Linked DNA regions of Mus musculus: region 1 is linked to region 2. Evidence: chromatin contacts called from public Hi-C data. All regions are on one chromosome and are shown on one strand. Each heading gives the region's core, a stretch centred on a gene start, on an enhancer-like site or on the middle of the called end of the contact. The rest is flanking DNA. Distances are from core to core; before and after follow the strand shown.

Region 1 (6,327 bases), core at 1,021-3,520, 500 kb before region 2:
TACAGCTGACTCTGTCCTCCATATCCAAACAAAACTCCATCTGAGTGTCATCTCATCAACCATCCATATTCTCATAAAACAGGTTTTCAGGAAAATTAAGCCTTCATTTTACAAAATAAGGAAACTGTGTTCTAGTCACTGGGGTGCCCAGGTTCACATAAGATAGTGGCCAGAAAGCTAGAAAAAGCATGGACAACTTATTAGTGTTGGTTGTAAACACTTTGAATAATTCAGTCAATTAGTAAATAGTTTCTTCGCTGTGCCAAGCACTAGTTACATAAAAGTGAGCAAAGTAGGCCTAGTTTCTTTCATTCTAACAGAGAAAAAAATTTGAGGTAAAACAAGCAAGCAAGTGCTTCAATAGAAAGAAAGCACATAGTCCAGGAGGTTTTGTTCCATTCAGTTGCTTGAGATTTTCATTTTCGTGTTTTTTCCTCTTTACTTCTCTTGTAAATATGGTGGCAGGGGTGAGAAGATGCGTGCTTAAGGGTACTGCAACCTGTAACTTTTGAGCACGATTCTGAGAGACTAACATTTAAGAGTGAGGCTATGAGGGGAGAACTCTGTTGATGGAAAGAATCACTTGTGCCAACCACGAAGACAAGTATATGCCAATTTAGGCAATCTAGGAAAGACAAGCTGAGCCAGCTCAGAGTTGGGACAGGCAGTGGCTCCAGCTAGATGCCATCTAGAGCCAGATCATTCAGCAGAATGACATAATAATCCCAGCACTTGGGAGGCAGAGGCAGGTGGATTTCTGAGTTCAAGGCCAGCCTGGACTACAGAGTGGCAGCCAGGGCTATACAGAGAAACTCTGTCTCGAAAAACAAAAACCAAACAAACAAAAAAAACTATCAACCAACAACAAAATCTTTTCTCTCAGGTTAGAAGCTAACTGACCACTTTAAAAATAATTTCTTCTTTCATTGCTCAACAAATTACACAGCAGTCACTATTCCAAATCTAGTTATATCGCTATACCTTAGAATGCCCACAGGACAGCATGAAGCTACGCAGAATCATTTTGCTTGCCAACAGTAACATAATCTTTGTCCTTGATTTGTACACATTAACAGATTTTAAAAGCTATCCTTCACATACCTTAAAAATATCACTTTTCAACAATCTTAAGGTATTTATAACATGTTTAAAAGCATTGAAAGGAACACCTACTAACCTATCTACTTTACAGTGGAAGGGTATGTGTTGACATGAACCTTTTAAAAATGAATTGACAGGTCTGTTGTTCCATTAAACTGTAAACTCTTTGAACATTTGTCTTATATGACATAAAGAACTAGGACTTACATTTTTTATTCAATATAAAATCTTTTCCTTCTTATACTATTTGAGATTTATTTGCATTCAAACAATTCATGTAAATTTCACTCTACATGTTAAAGATCCCACAAAAGTATTCAATGGGCAAACTAGCTACTGAAGTACACTGTACTGTGCCAACTGCTGGGAATATGGACAGAAATCTCATGCTTTTAAAAACACCCATTTATTTTCTTAAGCATGACTCCCACCAACGTTTTTTGAAAGAGATAACAGCTCATACAGAACTGATCCAAGATTTAAATATTTTATTTAAAGATTCTCCACTCTTGGTCAATCAGACAGGATAAGACTATCACATGTGAACACATACCTCCAATTTAACCAGTTACAATCTCCTTCAGAAAATGAATTAGTTGGCAGAAAGTAAGTAGGAAGCTACATTGTGTGTGCTTTAAATAGGACTGGCCAAGGAAGTTAAAAGGGGAGACTTTCTAAACCCATGGAAAGTGCATGTTGAAGAAACAGATCCCATTGGACTATCTCTTCGCTTCAACACATTGATCCCGCCTCCTCGCCTCCCAGAAACCACATGCTGTGTGACAGCCGCAGCTCCGCGTCCCTCCTGCCTCCTAAACAGTAGATGACAAAACCGGTGCGCAGAGAGGCAGGTGGATCGGTGTACGGGCCAGCAATCGCGACACTGGTACGCCGCAGATTGTGGCCGGGCCCAGGAAGGAACCAGCCCCAGTGTCCACTCGGTTCGGGCAGTTCAGGGAGAGCTGCCCGACGGAGGACACAACCGGGTACGAATCTCTCCGGGGATTCTGGGTAATTCTAAACCATTTCCCAGGGCTTTGGGTCTTCCTGCACCCTCCCCGCCCAAAATTACCTTCCCAAGTCACATCGTAACGCTCAGTGACCTTCGCCATCTTCCTAGAACCCGGAGTCGGCGAGGAGAGAGGGCGGGGAGACGCAGCACTTCACCCGCGACCGGGAAGTGGCAAATGACGAAGCCAGTTTTTATTGGTCGATAGCGGGGAGTGGGCGGAATCTTCCTCTCATTTGTAAACCACTCAAGAGGAGAGAGGGCGGAGCCAGAGAGGTCTGAGTGGCCAGACTAGTGGGAAGAAGCCGGAGAGGCGGGGCCGGAGGGCGGGGCGAGGCGGGGCGGGGCCAGCGGGGAGCTGAGGGAGCTGCTGAGGAAGGAGTCTGTGACAGACAGCTGAGGCTGAGGTACTTGGGCTGAGGTAACTTTCTACTTTTACTGCAACTTTAGATAACTATCTACTTTTCCTGCGATTTTATCAAATGTAATGTCTTTAGTGTCTGCCGCTCCAGGTTTTTTTATTTTCCTTTAGCTAGACTCATTCAATTCTTTCACAGTCCTCAATGATACCTCAGCCTTAATGAAGTATCATTGACAAAAGAATATATATATATATATGTATATATATATGTATATATATATATATATACATATATATATATATATATGGTGTATAGGGTAATGATTTGAGATTATTACTACAATTAATTAACTTATCTATCTCTTCTAATAGTTACCATGTTGGAAGGTAATAGCTTTTACCAAAATATCAAATATATGATGTGATACTATTGTTGACTAAAATCTCCATATAAACAAAAAAGTTTCTCCTCAGACTAAGCAGACTTAAAAAAATATTTCATTCAAAACAATATTAAATGCTTCAGTCAAATTCATACCAATGCTCTGATAAAACGGAGCAGTGTAAATATTATCCCATACTGTTTCTTTCTCTTTTTTGCTTTTCCTCCATCCTTCTCTATTTATCTATATCTATCTATCTCTATGTCTACCTCTATCTCTCCTTTTCCTCTTTCTCTTTTCTTATACCCATTCCTCTTACTTTTCCATTTCTGAAAGCTCAAATGCAGACCTACTTTAAACTTACCTCTTCATTTTAGTCTATCATTAACCAAATGTCCCACACGCCCCCCCCCATTTTTGCTTTTACTCAATTATTTAAAATCCTATGTGGGCCAATCTCCTCTACTTCCAGTATAACAGCCCAATACTTATTGCTAGTCACACTGCAGTTGTGACCCTTTTGCCTCCCTTCCACCCATACTATCAGTATACACAGTGCCATTGACTCACCACTTCAAGAACTAATATTTAAAAAGCATCCATTTTATACTCATTTTGTATTCAGTTATTATCTACTGTTATGAAAAATGGGTTAGTTACTGAATAGTTGCAAACAGGAAATATTCAAACTCAACCCTCAGCAGCAGTCAAAAGATAGAGCCTGGTACCTGGAACACCAATCTAACATAGCACTGCACCACAGCTGACCTCCAGTCTTAAGCAACAATTTGACCCCCTAATAGTCATATCCCAGGAGATAAACCTAAGAAGCATGAAAATTTAAGACAACTTGATACCGCCAAAAATTACCAACCTCATTCAAATGGCCTCCAGCAAAAATGATTAACATAGAAGTTCATATACAGAATTTTAAAAATCATTTTAAATATGGCACAACAACTCACAATGGACTCAAGAATTATCACAGAGAATACAGACAGCAAAATGAAATAAGGAAGTTCATGTATGTTGTTGAAATAATTTAATAAGGAGATAAAATACTGGAAAAAATAAAACCAGAATGATAATGGAAGTAAAAAAAAAAATAGGTCGGACTCCAAAAAAACAAATAACCCCATTAAAAAATGGGGCTCAGAGCTAAACAAAGAATTCTTACCTGAGGAATACCGAATGGCTGAGAAGCACCTGAAAAAAATGTTCAGCATCCTTAGTCATCAGGGAAAAGCAAATCAAAACAACCCTGAGATTCCACCTCACACCAGTCAGAATGGCTAAGATCAAAAATTCAAGTGACAGCAGATGCTGGCAAGAATGTGAAGAAAGAGGAACATTCCTCCATTGTTGGTGGGATTGCAAGCTTGTACAACCACTCTGGAAATCAGTCTGGCGGTTCCTCAGAAAATTGGACATAGTACTACTGGAGGATCCCGCAATACCTCTCCTGGGCATATATCCAAAGGATGTTCCAACTGATAAGAAGGACACATGCTCCACTGTGTTCATAGCAGCCTTATTTATAATAGCCAGAAGCTGGAAAGAACCCAGATATCCCTCAACAGAGGAATGGATACAGAAAATGTGGTACATTTACACAATGGAGTACTACTCAGCTATTAAAAAGAATGAATTTATGAAATTCCTAGGCAAATGGATGGACCTGGAGGGCATCATCCTGAGTGAGGTAACCTAATCACAAAAGAACTCAAATGATATGCACTCACTGATAAATGGATATTAGCCCAGAAACTTAGAATACCCAAGATACAAGATACAATCTGCAAAACACATGAAATTCAAGAACGAAGACCAAAGCGTGGACACTTTGCCCCTTCTTAGAATTGGGAACAAAATGCCCATGGAAGGAGTTACAGAGACAAAGTTTGGAGCTGAGATGAAAGGATGGACCATCTAGAGACTGCCATATCCGGGGATTTATCCCATAATCAGCCACCAAACACTGACACCATTGCATACACTAGCAAGATTTTGCTGAAAGGACCCAGATATAGCTGTCTCTTGTGAGACTATGCCGGGGCCTAGCAAACACAGAAGTGGATGCTCACAGTCAGCTATTGGATGGATCACAGGGCCCCCAATGGAGGAGCTAGAGAAATACCCAAAGAGCTAAAGGGGTCTGTAACTCTATAGGTGGAACAACAATATGAACTAACCAGTACCCCCCAGAGCTCATGCCTCTAGCTGCATATGTATCAGAAGATGGCCTAGTTGGCCATCATTGGAAAGAGAGACCCATTGGTCTTGAAAACTTTATATGCCTCAGTACAGGGGAACTCCAGGGCCAAGAAGTGGGAGTGGGTGAGTAGGGGAGTGGGGAGTGGAGGAGGGTCTGGGGGACTTTTGGGATAGCATTTGAAATGTAAATGAAGAAAATACCTAATTAAAAAAATAAATTATAAAAAAAGAAAAGGTGACCATGAAAATAAAAGTAGCAAAACACTACTAAGCATTCCAAAAAATAGGTCAAGTAAAAAGTTAAGTGGACATCCTCACCAACTGAATGGATGGTATTGGAGATAAAATATCATGTATGAAGAGGTGAAAACAAAAATGATGTATGAGTCAGTCAAGGTCAATGATTTTTTGAATGTATGAACAGAAGATGTCAAAAACTATGGCAATACCTACATATTCTAAATATCCAAGAAGAAATTTTTCATGCAAATGCCATAAAATGACATCATGGAAGATATTTTCTCAAATATAGTGAAAGGAAGCCTATCTAGACACAAGACGCATATAGAACAGCAAAGAAGCAGAACAAGAAGAGAAACTCTTCATTTATATTATATTTAAAACCCTAAATCTACAGAACAGAGAGAGTGTACTGAAAATGCAAAGAAGAGCCAAGTCACATAGAGAGGCAGGCCAGTCAGAAAAGCTTCTGACTTTTTCTTTTCAATCCATTAACTCAAGAAGGACTAATATCTCTCAAACTTTGAAAGATTATTACTGCACACCCTCTCTAATATACCCAGCAAATGTCTGCCATAATTCATGGTGAAATAAAAACTATGATAAAAAGCAAGCAAAAGGAATTATTATTGACCACTAAAGTAGCCCAACAGAGAATATTGGAATAAATACTTCAGTCTGAAAAAAAAAAAGATGAACACAATAAAGAGGTTAAATAAGGGAAAAAATGCTGCAAATGTTTCATCACTCATTAAAGAGAAGAAAGAGAAATTCTCAAACACGAAAAGATTAATAAAATGACAGGGAACAATATATACCTTTCAATAAAAACTAAAATTCAGTGACCTAAATCACACATCAAAAAAGACAGACTAGCTGACTATTTAGAAGACAGAATCTTTCCTTTTGCTGCTTCAAGAAACATGTTTATCACTAAATATAAACACTATCCTAAGGTGAAAAAATTTCAAAAAAAAAAAAGGAACTGAAAGCAAATAGAACCAAGAAACAAACAAGTG
Region 2 (6,351 bases), core at 3,664-6,163:
GAAAAGTGTATTTTTTATTCTTCCCGTGAATATATACTACTTGCATAAGTAAGAAGAAATTATACACATTTTATCTCATCTAAGCACAATTTAAATTAAAATACAGACTATCCTTCAAATTCTGTTTAAAAGACAATATAGCTCAGATTATACTCTACATGAACACACATCCTGTGAACCAACACATTCACCTTATGAGCTATATAGTGTTTCCAGATCTGGATAGTTCCATCCACCAATATGTTTTAGATTATTAATCCAAAAAAGTACACAAAAGAACAGATGTTATGTGCCTGCAGATGAGATGAGCCAAGGGCCTGTATGCATGAGTTGAACTTCTCAGCCTGCCTCTGAGAAGATTTAATGCTTACATAGGGAAGGTTGATGCTTTTGATGAGGAAGAGTGGGGGATTTGAGTTACAGAGCAGAGTGAGGGGTGTGGTCAGAGTGATGGGTATAGTCAGAGTGATGGGTGTGGTCAGAGTGAGAATGTGGTCAGAATAATGGGTGTGGTCAGAGTGATGGGTGTGGTCGGGGTGAGGGTGTAGTCAGAGTGATGGATGTGGTCAGAGTAATGGATGTCATCAGTTCAGTTGCCTTTTATTTTCCTGAAGCTTGAAGGTGGGTATGGGTTCATTCTTCTAGACATAAAGGATAGAGTCCTTCTTATATCAGTAGAGAATAAGAACAGGTTAAGTACCAGATTTCCTTAGATTATTTGTGTGAGTCACGGCCTTGCTATGCAGCCAGGATAGCCTACAAGTCATGTTGTAACACCATGTCTGGGCAGGATTTTCTTTTAAGTTATGACTGAATTGATGTTGTATGAGATAAACCAAGACTAGATTTCATTATAGATTAAAAAACAGTATCTCTGTTTCAGGCACCCAAACATTAAAATCTTTTAGGCAACTTGTAAAGAACTTGTCTACAGCATTGTTTAAGCCTCTGGAAGAAGAGTCTTACACTGAAAGAAGCTGAAAGCATCATTTTGTGTTTCAGTACTCTACATTAGTAGATAGGCATTTGCTGCAGTGTAACCACAGCTGTAGCCTCAGCTATAGACAGAGTGTTCTGTGTTGGCTATGAGCAGTAGGTATGGGTTGAGAATCACAAGGATGTAGCAGCTGGCCAGGGCAGGAAATAGTCACTGTTTTTCCTCGTTTCTCCATGTCTTCAAATAAGAGTTTCACTTGCTGTATTTTGTTTTTTGTTTTTTTCTAGACAGGGTTTCTCTGTGTAGCCCTGGCTGTTCTGGAACTCACTCTGTAGACCAGGCTGGCCTCGAACTCAGAAATCCGCCTGCCTCTGCCTCCTGAGTGCTGGGATTAAAGGCGTGCACCACCACGCCTGGCTTCATTTGCTATATTTTATCTCAGACTAGAAACTACATCTAAAATGCATGTCCTAGAACAAGAAGGAATGGCTGTCAGAGTGGGAATTCCAACTTCATCTGGAAATCCAAGGAAGATTGTAAGTGGCTTCAGAAGAAGCTATGTTACGGATGAAGTTAAGAATGTTATTTTGTAAGGTTATAAAAATGGATGCTTTATCAGGAAGTGAGATGGTGCTAGCGGGAAAGGTGTTGTCACTTGCAGCAGATCTCCTCTATAGGACCTTGTATAATGGTAAAGAATTCGAAGAAGGGCACTGGAATCACTTTCACCCTGCTACCCTCTGCATCTGTAAGCCTCTCTCACTGTGTGTGTATGTGAGTGAGTGAGTAAGTGTGTGTGTGTGTGTGTGTGTGTGTGTGTATGTGGTAAAGGCCAACTGTAAAAAGTTATCTGTAAAACCAGAGAAGACATTACTCTAAATCCCAAGTAATCAGGGAATGACTTATTTCATGGTCAGTTTCAAGTTTTCAAAGCAGTGGGCTGGTCATTTGACAATTGTAGCTCTTCTGTTTGTCTTCACAGAAGTAAATGAAATCTCAATTCTATGGGCTGACGCTCAGGTCTGGGCTTTAAAACAGCTTGTATGAGTTCCGGATGTCTTGAGTTCACCTCAAATTTGCCTCACAGATCTTTCTTGAACCAAATTTATTAAAGGGAAGACAGTTCATGGTTTATATCACCTCGTGAAAAATGCATTTTTAAGAGTTGCTTGGGATGTATAAACTTGCCCCTCTTGCTGTCTAGCTTTGACTTGATTTTGGTGAGTCTATCATGGACAAAAATGATATATTTAATTTGGCTGAAGTTGCTGTTGTTACTGAACTTATTCCAAAACTTGAGGGTGACTGAGAATCAGGCTAACAACATGGTAGCCAAGTCAGGATGATACAGAATGGCCTGTAAGAAGAGATGGTACTTGAGCTGAACTTGAATGGTCCACCAGAGGCTATGTGCTGAGACAGTCTTCTCAAGAGAAGATCTAAGACGATGGGAGAGAAAAGGACAAACGTGTTGAGCTAGGAATGAGTTGAGGGTGGTAGACAGATAAGGCAAGCAAGTGTGATCGAGGAAGATGTGGTTAAAAGGTTGGGCAGAGGGTGTGTGAAGGACTATGTAGGTCATGGTAAAGAAACTATATCTTAGAGCTAGTGTTGTAAATCAGTGGTAGAGTACTTGACTAGCATGTTTAAAGTCCTATGTTCAAACTCTAGCCAATTTAAAATGGAAAAATATCAACTAGATTTTACTCTAAGAAAAATACTTTAAATAAATAGGTTAATAGATTTGTGCTTATGAAAGGTGACTTTGGATGCAGTGCGTGAAAGGTAAACTTTGTAAAGTGATTAGCTAATACACTTGAAACTCTTAAAGACACCGCTGGTCTATGGTGGTTTCAATGAAATATCTCTCCCATAAGCTTATGAACTTAAACACTTGGGCCCCAGCTAGTGGCTCTTTTTGATGAGGTTATGAAACTCAAGCATGGTCTCATCTCATGTCACCACAAAATAAAGATGTTCATTGCACAACAAGATAGCATGAGAAGGAACGCATTCACATGTCTTTTAATAAAATACAGTATTAGTTATATTTAATCATTATTGCTGTTTTTAAAACGAAATCCCAAACATTTGGTTTTACCAAATGAAGACTCAGGATGCTTTGATGAAAGCCTGTTAGTCCAGAGAGGCAGAGAAAAAAACGAGCTAACCTTCTTCAACCCAGAAGGGGAAAATACCCAAACCAAACCAAACCGAACCAAACCAAACCAAACCAAACCAAACCAAACCAAACCAAACCAAACCAAACCACCACCACCACCACCACCACCACCACCACCAACAACAACAACAACAGTTCTTTTCCATACTCCCTTTAAAACCCTCCAAGCCAAATGTCCCTCCTTTCTACTTCCTGTGCATCTCATTATCTGTTCTCCTGATTTCCTCTCACATTTTGTGCTTCCTTTCCCCATCCCTATGTCAACTGATTATTTGCTCTGCCTCTTGACGTATGGTTGACTTTATTCAATCTTCTTTACAATAAGCTCTTTGATTAAAGGTGTGTTCTAGGGCTGAGCCACACCACACCTAGAGATTTTTCCAGTGTACAATCTGGAGGTTCACAGTATGATCAGATATCCTGCTACATTGTTCTCTTCTTCTCTAGCCCCTTATAGCTCTCATCTTCCTTCCTCTCTATGCAGGCCTTTCCCAACTTGTAACAAATTGCTTGTTTCAGGAACTAGAGTTGCCAAAATTAAAGCTAACAACTAGACTTTCAAGCCATGAACATTATTTCATACTGTTTTTTTGTAGCTCTTAGAGCTGGACACATAGCAAACTGAACAATCTGTTGCTGAGTTTAACTGGTGAAATTGTTAGAACAATTGTATAGTTGAGAACTTTCAATAGGCATGTCTTCATGGTAAGCATGTAATGTACACGATCAAATTACACATTTAAAACAACCATATGAAATATTAATGTACCTATTTTAAAAATAGAATTAAAATTCAAAAACATTAATACTGCACTCTTGGGAAGGTATGTCACAATTCAGATCCTGATCTGACTTACAACTAGGATTGCTTTCCCTACCATGCCACATTGTCCCCTAATTACATTCATGCCTATGATAACCTAATTACCCAGCATTGCACATAACCACAGATGTCTACGTTTACCTTAATAGACATGAATAATTTGTATCCTATTTATTGAATTATCTGAAGTTCCAAGCTGAACATTTTGCTTACATTCTAATCACAGTTGCAAAGTATTGTCATAGCGGATGGACATGTTCTCAGCATCAATGTCACTGTGAAACAATGAAAGAAAGAAAACCCTGCTAGGACAGAATTAGAGTAATCATTGAAATCATTAGAAGCATTAGCAGTTTATTCTGAGCCACATCAAGGAGAGTCACAGCCTGCAAGCTGAGCAGACGGAGCTGTATCCGCTATAATCATATTAGGGATGGTGAGGAATTGCACATTTATTGCATTATGCTTTGAGATCATGTACAACATTTAAGCAAGGGAAGGTCTGTTTTTTTTTGAATGATATTAGTTTCAAGCTAAATTCAATTTTTGAAAAGCAAACAATGCACAGTGTATTTAAACCCCAGTTAAAATGAAATCTTCACTTTGTACCTAACAATATATTTTTATTGGAAATTCAAAAATCTAAACCCCCACTACTCCAGCCTAAAAACTGATCTCGATTCAGTGGTGACTCTGATGCTCAGCTCTTTAATTTGGACTTTGCTGACAGCTGATTTCAATTTTTGTCTGTTTATGGAAGAAAATTAAAAGAACACACTCTCTATGATCCAGTGGTTCTTTGTGGTGGAGTGAGTCCTGTTCAGCCCTAAATGAAAACCCAGACACTTGTCACTAGAACTAATCCTTATGTAAACATGATTGCATTATAGGCAGAGCCCAGAGAGGCTGCAAGACACAAATGGAAGTATGCCACTTTCCTGGGCACTTTAGGGTCAATGTCTTTGTTATTGCAATTTCTACATAATGAGTTTGCAATAATCCACAAGGGACCCAGGAGCTTCTACTGATTGGCTTTGGGTATATGCCTATGGAAGAGTCAGAATTTTTAGTGTGTGTAAGAACATCTTCTGGGATGTCAAATACTTTGACAAAATATATGATTAAGCTGCATGGCAGGAGACTTGATTTTAAGTAAAAATAAACCAACAGGATAGCAATGCTATTTTTAGACTTTCAGAACAAATTAATGAACTAGGAGTGGTGTGCCTACAGGAAATCCAAGCACTAGAGAATCTGAGGCAAGAAGATCGTGAGCAGCATGAGCAGAGGTGGTAAAACAGAGAAGATCAGAAAAGAAGCTGGTGTGTCTGGAGCTGGTGTGAGGCAAAAGGCTTGAGTACTGAGATGACAGTGGTAGATGCTGGTCAGGTGTGAAGCTGCAAAAGGACGTAGCACCCCTTTTGTGCAAGGAGGGGATATAAGGTCAGTGTGACTTCTCTGTGGATTGGAAGAAACAAGGCAAGGCAGTGAGACAGGAAAAGATGCTGTTTGAGTTGTCTCAGTGGGCGCCAAGAATGATGTAGGGTAGGATATCAATGGAGAGAGTAAAATAAGCCGAGTTGATTTGTATATGAGGCAAAAGTAAAGAGTCTCTATATGCCAGTTTTAGTCTTCGCGACTCTCAGCGCAAGCTAAAGGACAGATCTTAAACAGAAAGTTGTCCTTGAGAATAGTAAGTGCGAACAGAATAAACAGGAAACCTGAAAGCATGTGGAACAGGGAACCAACCCATAGGGAAACTACATGTAAAGCCTTGACATCTAATAGATTGTCAGCTATTAATATTAAAGACCCTTGTGTCTATTTCATGTGTGTCTCTGAGTTTATTGGTGAAGAAATGAGTCCTCCAAGGTTAAACTTCAGAACGTGTGGGTAATCACCAAAATCACTCGGACATGAAGTCAATAATGGCATATGTTTGCGGTAGTAAATAAGAAGCAGGGATCTATCCACCACACTTTCCTAATTAAGAGAGGTTGCTGTTGACTACAAAGTTTCTTGCTTGAGCGCCTGTGTGGACAGCAATGTCAGTGATTAAAATAAAGAGCGATGTAGGAGAAACAGATTGAGGGTTGGGATAAGTGCACGAGAATGGAATGGATTAAATTTGGAGGTGACTGTGACATGCCCAAGTGCAGTTACTAGCTAGAATAATCACTTTAATAAAATATCAATGTACACCTAATGACACTAGTTTAATCATATCATCTTACTTTAAATTCCCATACAAATTAGAGCTAGAGACAATTTGTTTCCAGATGAGATAATTACTTGAAATTAGAGATGTGTTTACATCCTTCCAAATGAAACACCCTGGTGCTCTATCTCCTAGGTGCTTGAAGAAAAATAGATTGCCATATGACTAGGTTATTGTGCACTGTTTCCATA

What was found. A called contact is a pair of places that touch in the nucleus more often than the background predicts.
Region 1: a Hi-C map of the N1E-115 cell line shows a contact between it and region 2, with 1.8 times the contacts expected there. The contact joins the promoter of Emc2 here to the enhancer-like site in region 2. A contact is called at or near these places in 7 of 39 promoter capture datasets (the 3T3-L1 cell line, 3T3-L1-derived adipocytes, the C10 cell line and 4 more), 2 of 484 Hi-C or Micro-C datasets (the N1E-115 cell line and bone marrow-derived macrophages), 3 of 115 datasets of contacts at active chromatin or transcription factors (bone marrow-derived macrophages and stem cell-derived neural progenitor cells) and 1 of 9 other capture datasets (macrophages).

The regions. Positions count from the first base shown.
Region 1 is chr15:43,473,172-43,479,498 of GRCm38.p6, reverse strand. It overlaps Emc2 (ER membrane protein complex subunit 2), which reads right to left and starts at 2,270. Exons shown (of 11, transcript NM_025736.2): 1 at 2,174-2,270. The coding sequence starts at 2,213. It overlaps Gm10373 (predicted gene 10373), which reads left to right and starts at 2,463. Exons shown (of 3, transcript NR_046064.1): 1 at 2,463-2,531.
Region 2 is chr15:42,977,478-42,983,828 of GRCm38.p6, reverse strand. It overlaps Gm46505 (a long non-coding RNA gene), which reads left to right and starts at 551. Exons shown (of 2, transcript XR_001781596.1): 1 at 551-621. Within about 2 kb of position 4,913, at least 3 of the 459 cell types and tissues checked have an H3K27ac peak or open chromatin away from gene starts, as enhancers often do. A contact at or near this core is called in the N1E-115 cell line, where this site is marked.